2 separate regions of the Sus scrofa genome follow, and region 2 is linked to region 1. A link is a contact called in public Hi-C data. All regions are on one chromosome and are shown on one strand. Each heading gives the region's core, a stretch centred on a gene start, on an enhancer-like site or on the middle of the called end of the contact. The rest is flanking DNA. Distances are from core to core; before and after follow the strand shown. Region 1 holds the start of NR3C2 (mineralocorticoid receptor). Region 2 overlaps NR3C2 (mineralocorticoid receptor).

Region 1 (6,607 bases), core at 1,285-3,784:
AGCAGCCGCAGCGTCCACTGCCAGCGAGCAAGAGGATCACGTTCCCACTCGATTTGAATTTCCTTGTTTTAACCGTGCCGGAAAAGCGGGTGACTTCAGCGCAGCCAAAGCCCTTTAAATACAACTTCTCTCCCACTCCCCCCCCAAAAAAAAGTGCGATGGTGAAAAGCTGCTGCACCCCTTCTTTATAATTTTGTTGCTGTATTACTTTCGTACTGGATTTTTCCACTAGTTCAGTTTGAAAAAGCCCTACCATGGATAGTCTTTTCTTTATAATAGGTGGGAGGGGGTGCACATAATTGGGAGAAACAAACAAGAGTGGCAAGGAAACAAACTGTTTCCTAAGGATCAAGTGTATGCAAGAAGAAATTTCGGTTTCCCTCCAACCGCCTCCACCTCGACTCTCCTCCCGCCCACCCAAAACATTGTAGTTACTAAGCAAAAGATGAGCTTCTTAACTTTGATTTCTAAGGACTGTGAGGCTCCGCGTAAGAGGCTCCGTTTTAGATTCCCGACTGGCCCACAGTCAACACCAGTGACGTACACACCTAAATCTGGTCCCCCGGCCCTTCGCGACCCGCAGCCCGGCGGCGGCAGCTGTGCTGCCTCCCGCCTCACCCTTGCCGCACACCAGCCACACTGGGAAGACTGGTGCACTGGGGTGGGGGTGGGGGGGGCGGTTCTCCCAGTGCCCCAAGGCCCCTCCTCTTCTTACAGTTAATTAAGCTTCGGGATTCCAGACTCTGAACCCAGGAAGATTCGAACTCCCAGCCGCCCCAGGTAGGGAACTCCCTGGCGGCGGGAGTGACAGCAGCAGCGCAGGAGAGCTGGTCCCGGCCCCTGATTCAGGTGCTCGCAGTCCTCGCGCTGAGCGCCCCCGGTGCCCCACAGCCGGGAGTCCTCGCAAGTGTCCCAACTTTCCCGTAGGGCCCTCAGTTTTGCGCACTCTCCCGGCCAAGCGAGCTGCCAGGCATCGATCGCACTCGGGGCGGAAAGCAGGCGGCGGGCAGAAGCGAGGGGGGAGTCTCAGACCCAGCGCCTGGGCACGCGAGGAGACGGCGTCTCCGCCTGCGCTGCCGAATTATTCATTACTTAAGGAATGGACGTGCCTCTTTTACTAAGTTTTTACCTCCCTTACGGAGGGCTGGTCTTGCCCTGGATCTCAGCTTCTTGCAAAATCTAGGTTAGAATCTTGCAGGGACAGCCGCCGCGATTGCTCGCCTGCTGCCCAGCACCCCTGCCCGAAGGCAGCCGCGCGGGCACCTAGTCTCCTGCCCGCAGCCCACCTCGGTTTGCGAACCCGCGCTCTCTGCGCAGACCGTGCCTTGCCCAGGGCCGCCTTGCGATTCCCGGGCCCCCTCCCACCGCTGTCAGCGCAAAGTGACTGTCGCTGCACTCACCTTTTCTAGGACATGGTGGGGAGGCTGGGGCGCGGGGCGGGGGGTGGGTGGGGGCAGCCACACTCCTGCTGCCTCCGCCGCCAGCAGCAACTCCAATATTAGCGGATTGGCAGTAAGGATGGAGAGGAAGATAATCCGGCAGTCGCCCTACTGACGGTGGGTAGAGCAATAGAGCAGTAGTGTTGTTACCCCGCAGGAGGAGGCAAGGCGGCGGCGCCAAATAGCGCAGAGGAGGACGCGGGTGCCTGCCCGCCCCCAGCAGCGGCGGCCGCGGCTCTAGCGGGCCCCTCTCCCGAGGCTGCTGGCCTCCGGGCGGTGACGACGGTGGCTCTGTGAGCCGGGAAGTCCGGCGGGATGACCCCGCGCCGGTCTCCCCGCAGCAGGCTCTCCGCGCCCCCTCCCCGGGCCTGGGGTGACCGGTGACAGCTCCGGCTACGGAGCGTGTAAGTGTGTGTGGGCGAGTGTGTGTTGAGGGGGCGGCTTCAGGGGGAGCCCGCGGCGCCGCAGCCCCCTTCTCGGGTCACACCCTCACCAGCGGGAGGAGGCAGCAAAGCATCCAGACACCGGCTTGCGGGAAACAGGGGCTGGGGGTGCCGATGGCCGCCCTCCCACCCTGGCCCCTGGCTGTAAGGAGGCCGAGGGCAAACGGAACCCCAATGCACGTCACCCAACACCCCTCCCCCCGGTTCCCCAAAGCCCGGCCCTGACCTCGCGCCCCGGCCTCAGGTGCAGTTCCCAGCCGCTGGGGTAGACGCGAGCTAGGGACCACGCGCGGGGGGCGGGAGGGAAAAGTTTCTTTTCCTGCCGCCTGGCTGCCCACCCGGCGAGACGGCTCCTCTCCCCCCTCGGTCTCCCGCTCGCCGCGCCTCTGCCCCACCCCCACCGTGGGGGGGTGCCGAGGAAGGACCGGGTGTCTGCGCGCGGGGGCGTGTGGGGAGAGCGGCGAGGAGCGGCGGCCGCCACCGGTCCCTTCGCGGTGACAGCGGCTCAGAAGCCGCCGCCGCCAGCTCCGCGAAGCGAGCCGAGGAAGGGGCTGGGAGCCAGGCCCCCTCCCATCTCCGCTCGCCGAGCGCCGCGCGCCCCCGTGCCGCCCCGCGCGCCCCCGCGGCCCGGGCAGACACCTACGCCGACGCGAAAGTGAAAGGGGCGACGGAGCCAGGAGGGCGGCTGGCGGCGCGCGGGCGCGCGGCGGGGGGCGGAGGGCGGAGCGGTGACCCGCGATCCAGGGATTCTCAGGCTCCGGCTGCCCTGCGGAGCCGCAAGCGCCTCCTGGCTCCAGAGAAGTCCCACGTCCCCCTCCCCCCCCGGCCACACAAATCACCCCCATCGGAGCAAAAGTGTGCATGTGTGCGCGTGTTCAGGAGCACTCACGTGTGTGACAGACGCTTCAGCCCCAGCCTTTTCTACCTCACCGTTACATTTACACTTAGTGGAAGATTGGGGCGGGGGGAACTTGTGGCTATCACTACCGTTTACAGACCCCTGCTTGCTGTCCTTTACGACTCAGTTAAACCCCTTGAACTGACCACACATGCCCTTTTCCTGGCTTAACACTCTTTTTCCTACAGACTTTATTGACCCCCTCCCCCTGCCCTTTGCTGGTTCTTTCCCATTTTCTTTCTAAATAGCTGTGAAAGTTGTTAATCCCGTCCCACACAAAACCGTGTTAATCACGGAGCTGCGCTGTTAAAACAATCACTGCCTCTCTTCAACCACGTTCCCCCTCGATCCTAGCCTTGAGCTGTCCATTGCGTTGTCACCCACACAGCGTTGGCACTACCCCGTGGCTCGAGGTGGCATTTGGCCTCTAGCAAAACAACCTTTCTCCTGTTCCCTTATGTGGAGAGAATTTAAGTTCATAAGGTACTATGCTTTAGGTGAAATCAAGAAAATAATTAAATGATAAATTTTCAAAATTAACGTAATAAATATCTAGCGAACTTTTAAAAAGAACCATCATTGACAAGTGTACTGATTGCAAAAACTGAATTTTGAAATTCATCAAAAATAGATGGTTGGCGTTGATTGATATAAATGGAAGGATGGATAGATATGTGATTAAAACATGTTTATGGTACAGTATTCATGGCAGGATCTAGGTACGTATACAGGTGTTCACTGCAAAATTCCTTCAACTTTTTTTGTATGTTTGTAATTTTCATAATTAAATGTTAGAGAAAAAGACCCTTCATTTAATGTAAACTTTATAATGTAAATTCAGTTTACAAAAGTTGATAAGTTAGGCATTGATTATTCCTTTCCCCTTTATCAAACTGTTTTCTTCAAATATTCTTTACATAGGTTCTCCACCACTCTTTTAATCAGTAATTTCCATTACAGACAACCACTCAGGGATCAGACTCTGTTGTAAAGTGGGGTTATTATAACTGCAACATTTTAGAAATCTAGAAGATTTCTTCCTGCATTTTCTCTTGTCCAATCTCAAATTTTAATCTTCTGTGCTTCAAAATAGTTTGGGTTTATAACACTGAGCTTTTAAACATATTCTTTTGAAACTTTTTCACACTAAAATAGCTTGCAGGGAGGTCCATATTCCTGAAGGTATATCAGCATCTTTCGACAGAGATGTTAGGAGAATCTTGCCATGACTAATAGGCAAACCTTTATTTGTTTGTGGATATTTGAACCATTAAATTTCTCTCTTCTCCCAATTTCCTTTTGCTGGCTGTAAGAGGTGGTCTTGTGCCACCCTAAAAAGAAATCAGCTCCACGATCAATCTTCGGCTCCCTCATCTGAAGATTTTGCTGGGAATCACCCCACAAAAGACGTCTCTGCAAGACTCCATCAGAGATGGAGATGCGGGTTTTTCTAGTTGTTCAGAACTCTTTGTTCCAAAGGTTCCAATGGCCATTACTAAAGAGCCCTACCAGCTTTAAAAATGTATACCTAGAAATGTCATCACTTGCTTAAGCTGTCTCTTAACAAACTTTGTTCTTTTCCTCCTTTTAGAAATATTTTTTTCTTTGCAAAAGGATGGAAACAAGCTTTTAAGAAAAATAAAAATCAAAACAGGAAAAGCACAGAAAAGGACCTTAACTTCATTTCCAAATAGCTGGAGACTATTTACAGCTGCCAAATAGTCTAAAACCTGGAAGCAGCATCCACTATCTCCCTTTTGACAGTTGTTCACCCTCCTTTTACAGTCGCTGTACCTCAGGACACCTCCCTCCTTCATCCCATTACTGTCAAACTCCCTGAAGCTTGCTACCATAAGGTGCTTGGCTCAGCTTTTGCAATTTACATGTGTGACATCATATCCTCTATTATATAACTTCAGATACAAAGCCTAATATCATCTAAGTTTGTGTTGGAAAAAAATCCTCCCTTGCTCTTTATTTCAGCTTTAGCAGAGCCACCCCTTAGTTTTCTGATCCTAATCCCATAGTCTTCAAACAGCTGACACTGGGGGAAAGAAAAAAATGCATGGAGTTGCTTAAGCTGTGAGATTATAAGCAACTCCCCCCAAATTGAATATATTTTGAAATGTATTAAAATACTTCTCCTTTATATCTTTATTTACTGACAAGAAAGTAAACCCCACAAGGTGTCATATAATTTAATTGTATTCAGTAATTTTACAAAGTTAAAGGCTATGCATTTGGTCATAGATAACTTCATTAATAAGCCTAGCCATGCTGGCATTTTTTTTTTCTTTCTAAAAAGATAGACTTCTCCCCACCCCCAGCTCTTTTCTTACCAGCTGTTAGAAAGAGTTGAGAAAGACAGAGAGTCAGAGAGAGAAAGGAGGGAGGGGGGTTGGAGAGAGAAGATGAATAGAGGAATAATATAAGATAGAACTTCTTTGTTTTTGGAAAACACACATGCTGCAGTTTATAAACATTGCAAGCAAATAAGAAATTGTGGACCAGAAGAGAAATACAAAACATATCAGGGTTTTTGTTAATATCCACAATAGAAACAAACTCAGTTTTCCGGACTATTTGGAATATTTTTATTAGCTTTGGTTATTCATTAATCTCCATATTTGTTTACCTAACTATTTATTCATCTGTCTATCTTAATTTCATTCGTAGTCATTTTAAATAGAAAACACACAAACCTAATACATTTCTATGACCAGATTTTGAGATGACAGAGGAACCAAACAGCACATGCATCACAATTAGTATGCCATATTATTAGAAGCAAATCAGATTTCACTGTGCCTACACTGATGTTCTAAATTTAGAAATAATGTACAGTATTTGAAAAGGGGGGGAGGAGCTTAGAGCAGTGTATTTTAATAAAAATAAAGATATGTGCAATTTCTTTTCTTCTTTTTCTTGGTTTACTGCAGGAAATTCAACACCTTTAAATAACTGTGCTAATCTTACATAAATAACTGCATGGTTTGTGTACTCATTAGAATTATGCATGGAGGCTGTTTCTCTGATATTATGTGCAGGAAAAACTGCAGAAAAGTGAAACAATCCAGTGGGTCAGGTGTGGGAAATAGCGTCTCTGTTGAACTTGATGAAAAACTCATTTAGAATTTCTCATTAGGACTTCACAGGAGCAGTTAGCTTTTCAGTAGTTGGCACTATATTTTTAGCAGCATTTTAACAGCTGTCAGTAACAACTAAGACAACATTTTGATCAACACTATTTTTTTTAATTCTAACAAAGATGATTGCAAAGAAACAAAATCCTTCAGAATTTAAATGATAGCTCTGAGAACAAAAACAAAAAAAATATTTTCTAGTGACATAAAATGTTAACAATGCCTCAAGGGCAGCAAAAAGGTATCCACATAAGATGAGACCAAGTGAATTCTTAACTTTTAATTTTCTGATGCCTATGTACGTATAATAAAGATGACCTTAGTCTTAAAAGGTACATTCAATATCAGAAACAGAAACCTTAAGAATAAGAGAACATGCACTGTATATTGTTATATATTTGCAAGTAGGTCAAGAATAGCCATATGGGCACCCAAAATGAACACAATTTTTTCCCTAACGTTAGAGTTTATAAAGGGAGGTTATCACATGTCAGATATATGACACTGGAAATAGCAGACAAAAAAAATGTAAGAAGCTTCATGACAGATGTCATCTTTATTCCTAAAGATAGAGGTGAATTTGCTGTGGGTAATGCATTACAAAGCAAACTAAAACTAATCTCTGCAAGTGTCAAATTTCCCTTTCACCTGCAGTCTCCCTAAATTGAGTGATTTTTGTTCTAA
Region 2 (6,607 bases), core at 1,483-3,982, 82 kb before region 1:
TGTAATCCTGCAATCCCACATCTGGGCATATATCCAGAGAAAAACATAATTTGAAAAGACACATGTACCTCAAGGCTAACTGCAGCAGTATTTACAATAGTCAAGACATGGAAGCAACCTAAATGTCCATCAATAGATGAATGGATAAAGAAGGTGTGAGATTGGGGCAGGGGCAGGAATATTACTCAACCACAAAAAAAGAACAATGCCATTTGCACAGCAAAGGAAAACAAAAAGACAACTTACAGAATGGGAGAAAATAGTTTCAAATGATGCAACTGACAAGGGCCTAATCTCTAAAATATACAAACAACTTATACAACTCAACAGCAAAAAAGCCAACAACCCAATTGAAAAATGGGCATAGGACTTGAATAGACATTTCTCCAAGGAAGATATACAGATGGCCAACAAGCACTTGAAACAATGCTCAACATCACTGATCATTAGAGAAATGCAAATCAAAACTTCCACAAGGAGTTCCCGTTGTGGCGCAGTGGTTAACAAATCTAACTAGGAACCATGAGGTTTCGGGTTTGATCCCTACCTTTGCTCAGTGGATTAAGCATCGGGCATTGCCGTGAGCTGTGGTATAGGTTTCAGATGCGGCTCGGATCCCACGTTGCTGTGGTTCTGGCGTAGGCTGGCAGCTACAGCTCTGATTAGACTCCTAGCCTGGGAACCTCCATACGCTGCAGGAGCAGCCCAAGAAACGGCAAAAAGATAAAACAAAAAACAAAAAACAAAAAACTTCCATGAGATACCACCTCGCACCAGCCAGAATGGCCATAATTATTAAGTCCACAAATAACGAATGCTGGAGGGGGTGTGGAGGAAATGGAACCCTCCTTCACTGTTGGTGGGAATGTAAGCTGGTACAACCATTATGGAGAACAGTATGGAGGTATCTTAGAAAACTATACATAGAACTACCATATGACCCAGCAATCCCACTCTTGGGCATATATCCAGACAAAACTTTCCTTAAAAAAGACACATGCACCCACACATTCATTGCATGTTCTTGGCAGCACTATTCACAATATCCAAGACATGGAATCAACGTAAATATCCACTGATAGATGACTGGATCAGGAAGATGTGGTATATATACACAATGGAATACTACTCAGTCGTAAAAAAGAACAAAACAATGCCATTTACAGCAACATGGATGGAACTAGAAACACTCATCCTGAGTGAAGTAAGTCAGAAAGAGAAAGACAAATACCATATGATATCACTTATATCTGGAATCTAATATAGGGCACAAAGGAACCTTTCCACAGAAAAGAAAATCATGGACTTGGAGAATTGACTTGTGGTTGCCAAGGGGGAAGGGGGAGGAATGGGACAGACTGGGAGCTTGGGGTAAACAGATGTAGAATGTTGCCTTTGGGATGGATTAGCAATGAGATCCTGCTGTGTATCATTGGGAACTCTGTCTAGTCACTTATGATGGAACACGTAATGTGAGAAAAAAGAATGTATACATGTACATGTAACTGGGTCACCATGCTGTACAGTAGAAAAAAAAATTTATATATAAATAAATGATTAAAAAAAAGAAAGAAATACCAATAAATAAATAAATAAATTAGAAGTCTAAGCTGAAAAGGAATGGATATACGTCTACGTATAACTGATTTACTTTGCGGTATGCCTGAAATTAACACAACTTTGTAAGTCAACTATATGCCAATAAAATTAAAAAAAAAACAAATTAGCATCCTGGTTTGCACAGACATATATAAGTCAGCTTCTAAAGCTCTTCATCTGCACTTAGCCTCGTTTTATGACATTCGCCTGCAGAAATGTAAATGCCCAAGTGGAAGCATTATCAGAAACAGACACTTGACTTGAAGCACAGAAAATTAGTTGAACAACAATAAAAAAATCAACTGACAAAACTTAACTGGTAACAGATCTGAAAACCGACAAGCATTTTTTCTTCAGCATGAATGTAATCACCACGCTCACCCTTCCTCTTAAATCCTTCACAGCTTCTCCAAATTTTATTTTTATTTATTTTTTATTTTTATTTTTTGTCTTTTTGCTATTTCTTGGGCCGCTCCTGCGGCATATGGAGGTTCCCAGGCTAGGGGTCCAATCGGAGCTGCAGCCACCGGCCTACACCAGAGCCACAGCAACGTGGGATCCGAGCCGCGTCTGCAACCTACACCACAGTTCACGGCAACACCGGATCTTTAACCCACTGAGCAAGGGCAGGGACTGAACCCGCAACCTCATGGTTCCTAGTCAGATTCGTTAACCACTGCGCCACGACAAGAACTCCGCTTCTCCAAATTTTAAAGCATCATGTGCCGTTTCTCCACAGCACATGGACTGTGCCCACTCTGATGTCACTATAGAAATCCTTATTCTGAGTCACTCATTTTCCCCTCTCGGCAGGATCCTAATGAGGAGAACAAGACAGACGGGGGCAGGATGATGTTGCGGGTGCAGGGCGCAGTAAGCTACTCTGTTAAAAGCCACACGACTTCCCTGGGAGCTCAGGGCTAGCTAGGATGGCTGGCTGTCTCTCCAAGCACCCCGCAGAAATCACACAGAATCAGATGCAAAGGATGACCCTGAGGGGCTGGAACCCAGCACAGCGTTTTTAGAAGCAGTAACTTTCTAAATTGGTCACAGCCTGCTTTCCTGTAGACCTCGATGGTGCGGCCAGCCCGTCCTCAGGGTGGCATGCGCTTTGAAGTGTTTTGCTAGCAGTGGTGATGGATGGGAAGATCTGCCCCCTGGGGATGGATGGCCAGTGACAGGTGTGAGACAACTGGCCAGACTCAGCCATGCAGTCTGACCAGAAAACAAGGCAGAGCTCCTGCTGTTTAGGGAAGGAAACCTGGATCTGGGGCCCCACATACTGCAGGACTGACCTGGTCAGACAGGCTACCAAAGGCATGAAAACCGACAGGAGCGCTCAGAGGACAGCTTTTTCTGTCTACTTGCTACTTATTTTCTTAGGGCTCAACATCTGGAGTCACCTCACTGCAAATCAATTAAAATAACTTGACAGTTAAATGACAGCAAAACCCTGACTTGGTAATGAAAATTTTATTCTGCTACGGATTTTCTTTTTCTACTTTTTTTTTTAAATTAAAGTATAGCTGATTTGCAACATTGTGCCACTTTCTACTGTACAGCAAAGTGATCCAGTTATCCATACACTACATTCTTTTTCTCATACTATCTTCCATCATGTTCTACCCCAAGAGACTGGATACAGTTCTCTATGCTATACAGCAGGACCTCACTGCTTATCTATTCTAAATGTAGTACTTTGCATCTACTAACCCAAAACTCCCTGTCCATCCCACTCTCTCCCCTCTCCCCCTTGGCAACCACAAGTCTGTTCTCTGTGAGTCTGTTTTATTTGATTTTTCTAACCATACCACTTTCAGGATTACCTTCATAAGAAAAACCTTAGTTTGTTCTTAGCTTATTCTGCTAAGATTTTTCTTATGAAAGTAATTCTGAAAGTAGTATGGTTAGAAGAATCATATAATTAGCCTTCTATGTAACATTTTTTTCCAATGTCTGTGTGTGTGTGTGTGTGTGTGTGTGTGCCTGTGTGTGTCAGTAAGCCTTACATGTGAAAGAAACAGATGTGTATTATTTTGGGTAAAGCTACATGGAATTCTGCCAAAATCAATAGGTTTAGATAGGGGTTTCCCTAATTATGCAGTTTATAAGAAATAGAAATGGATGAATGGGAGAGGGTGCTAAAGTTTGGAAAAAACAAGATATGCTCACAGTCTGGTTTACTTTAAAATAAAACAGAAAAAAAAACCCTCAATCTTACCAGTAAGTATTATTTAGAAAGTAAGTTATAAATGTTAAGTTTCCTTCATTACTTTTAATTCTTATAATCATGGGGGACAAAGGATAGCTGGTAAAAACTTCTCTGGACCTGTCTGCAGAGGGAAGTAGATAAGGGCCAAGGACCCTTTGGTTAACGACTTTCTAATTCTACAATTCTATAAATATACAGAGACAAAAGAGGCTCCCAAAGACACTATTACATCACAGAACTGAACAGGCATATCCTGTGTTACAGAAAGTGAAAATTTTATACCAATAATCTTGTGTATAAACAGTCAATTTAAACAAAGTCTCTAATCCATGAGAGAGAAAACAAACAGAAAAAAAATTTCAAAAGCACCAAGAATTTTAGAGGGATGCCAATTTTAGAGGGATGTTCAAATTTACACTGACCATTTTTCTTAAAATTTTGCTAAAATGAAAACATGATCTACCTATCACGTGAGAGATAGGTACCACAATAGAAATTATACAAATGGAGAAACGAAAGATTAGATACAAATGAGGTCATTGCTTAAGGGCATAAACCAGTGAGTGACAGAAAGATTAAAAGGACAAGGAAGAGGAAGTCAACTTCTTAAGTTCTTCCATGAAAATGACTACTTCTGTGTCCTTGATTATTCATTTATTCATTCTGAAAACATCCTCTACTATCTCATGCCCACTACTGTTGGTGCCCTAGTCAGAAAAGAAGTAACAATGGGTGAATACTGCTCAGGTACCAAAAATCCTTGGTCATGATTTCATTAGAATATACCTAAAACGGAAGCAAAATACATCTGGCATGATGTTTTAACAAATGAGGACTAACTAGTTTTTCAACCGTAAGGCACTTAAACTAAGATCTCGTCTCTGATAAAATAAAACATTAAATATCATATTCCGCCTCCAAAAGTATTCTATGGATAAATAAACCAGAGCAGAAAAATGTCTCATTTTCTAAAAATCTCCGAGACTCACTCCTAGACTCCTTAAGATAGTACAACTGGTAATCTCAGCACTGCCCAAAAGTGAACAGATGCAGTCAAACACTAAAGAAAATTTCTTAACATGTAAGAAAATATTTAACTCAAGTTTAAAAAAACATTTCCTACTGGTAATTAGAAAATACAATGCATCTAAAAGCAATCTAATTCATACTAGTTTATTTTAAATAATATATTTAATAATCATACATATTTATATCTATATGTATTTTATATAGTTTATATTATGCATATTTTATAACATTAAAAAATGGTCTGTTACCAAAGGGAAGGTATATGGAAGGAAAAAGCTGATAACATTTTATTCTTCCAAGTCCATAATACTTAAACTCAGATATTCGCTGGATCAATTCCAAAGAAAAAGTTATTAAGTTATAGGCATGATGTGAGGCGATAATAAGATTAAACATGCCAAACCTTCCACTGATTTCTGAGTATGCTTCAGATAGTTTAATCCCTTTAAAGAACTTTTTCATTTTAATTAGTTCAAAAGTCAGAAGTACAGCCTTCTCTTACTGCTAGAGGAATTTATATATTACTTATAATTGAAAGATTTTTTTAGTAATATCTGATTTTATATATATTCATATATATGTATACTTGTTGCATGATTTGGAAAAAGGATTCAAAGAAAGATGATGTCTTTGATAAGACATTAGTATAAATAAGTACTCTATGTAAGTTAGAATAAACCAGCACTTCATGTAAGTTTCCATTTTCTATGGGGATTAAACATGATTTCTTGCTACATAAAGCACTGCTATACTTCATTTCCTCCTGAAGCAACTTCTATTTGTCTGTCTTTCCTTCCAAGAGAAATCAAATTCCATCACCACACTAAGGCCTCCAGCGCTGATGGCTCTTCCTCCTGCCTGGAAGCCCCTCCTGACTCTCTCTCTTCTCCCACTGGTAAAATCCTGCCCAAATCCACCTGCTTAGGCAGCTGTGCACAGTCTTACCAGCTGAAATCTACCAGCCCATCTACATGACTGCACCCTCATGCACCTGTTTTACAACTTAACTTTTCCATCATGACTTTCATTCTTGTGATCCAGGTGTATCTATGCTTCCCCTGAGCACAGTACCTTAAATGCCAACCAAAATTTGCCAACTCAGACTGAAAGAGGATATTTTAAAAATGTTAAAACTGAAGTTGAGGGTAGCCACACACACGATCTAATTTAAACTCAGTTAATATGCACAATGTTATCTATGGAACTGTCACTGACATGCTCATTTTGAAGACAAGGAAACTCAGAATCAGAGCATTTAACAAATTATGCCAGGGATGAAAATTTGGGGTAACAAAATCAGGATTTAGATCCCAGGGTCTGGGCTCAAAGTCTTATGGATGGTGCTTCCGAGGCTATCTCTGAAGATATGAAACGGTAACCCCCACCCAGAAGATTTAGTATCACTGGAACTCTTCAAAATCACCACGTGCCTGAATCTGTTAAGCCATTTTTTTTCACATTCTCTCATCAAATGACAAACTATCATAAATAAAAGAAAAAGGATTGTAAAATCAGTAGGAACTAAGGTATTACGAAAACGTTCTTCAAATTATACAATGTAAAATTATACAACCAATATCCTAGGAATATAAATGAAATATTGCCTGTATTAGAATTTCATGTTCTCATTATTCACAAATTCCAGTTTATAAACAAGGCAAAATAATCCCAGAATGTTATCTACACTCTTCATGACAGAAGAAACATCTAAGACCATCTAGTTCTACTGATTATTTCACAGATGAGGAAACTGGGCCCAGAACAATT

Evidence for each region. Hi-C and Micro-C count contacts between places; a contact is called where the count stands out from the background.
Region 2: a contact with region 1 is called in a Hi-C map of skeletal muscle, with 3 times the contacts expected there. The contact joins the enhancer-like site here to the promoter of NR3C2 in region 1. A contact is called at or near these places in 7 of 47 Hi-C or Micro-C datasets (embryonic fibroblasts, fetal heart ventricle, fetal skeletal muscle and 2 more) and 2 of 2 datasets of contacts at active chromatin or transcription factors (alveolar macrophages and skeletal muscle).

What each region holds. Positions count from the first base shown.
Region 1 is chr8:80,299,099-80,305,705 of Sscrofa11.1, reverse strand. It overlaps NR3C2 (mineralocorticoid receptor), which reads right to left and starts at 2,534. Exons shown (of 9, transcript XM_021100657.1): 1 at 2,109-2,534. LOC110261980 (a long non-coding RNA gene) reads left to right here and starts at 1,447. Exons shown (of 3, transcript XR_002346407.1): 1 at 1,447-1,556.
Region 2 is chr8:80,380,821-80,387,427 of Sscrofa11.1, reverse strand. All of the region lies in intron 2 of NR3C2 (mineralocorticoid receptor), which reads right to left. Among named protein-coding and RNA genes, the nearest start is that of NR3C2, 81 kb to the right of the region's middle. Within about 2 kb of position 2,732, at least 3 of the 83 cell types and tissues checked have an H3K27ac peak or open chromatin away from gene starts, as enhancers often do. A contact at or near this core is called in fetal skeletal muscle and skeletal muscle, where this site is marked.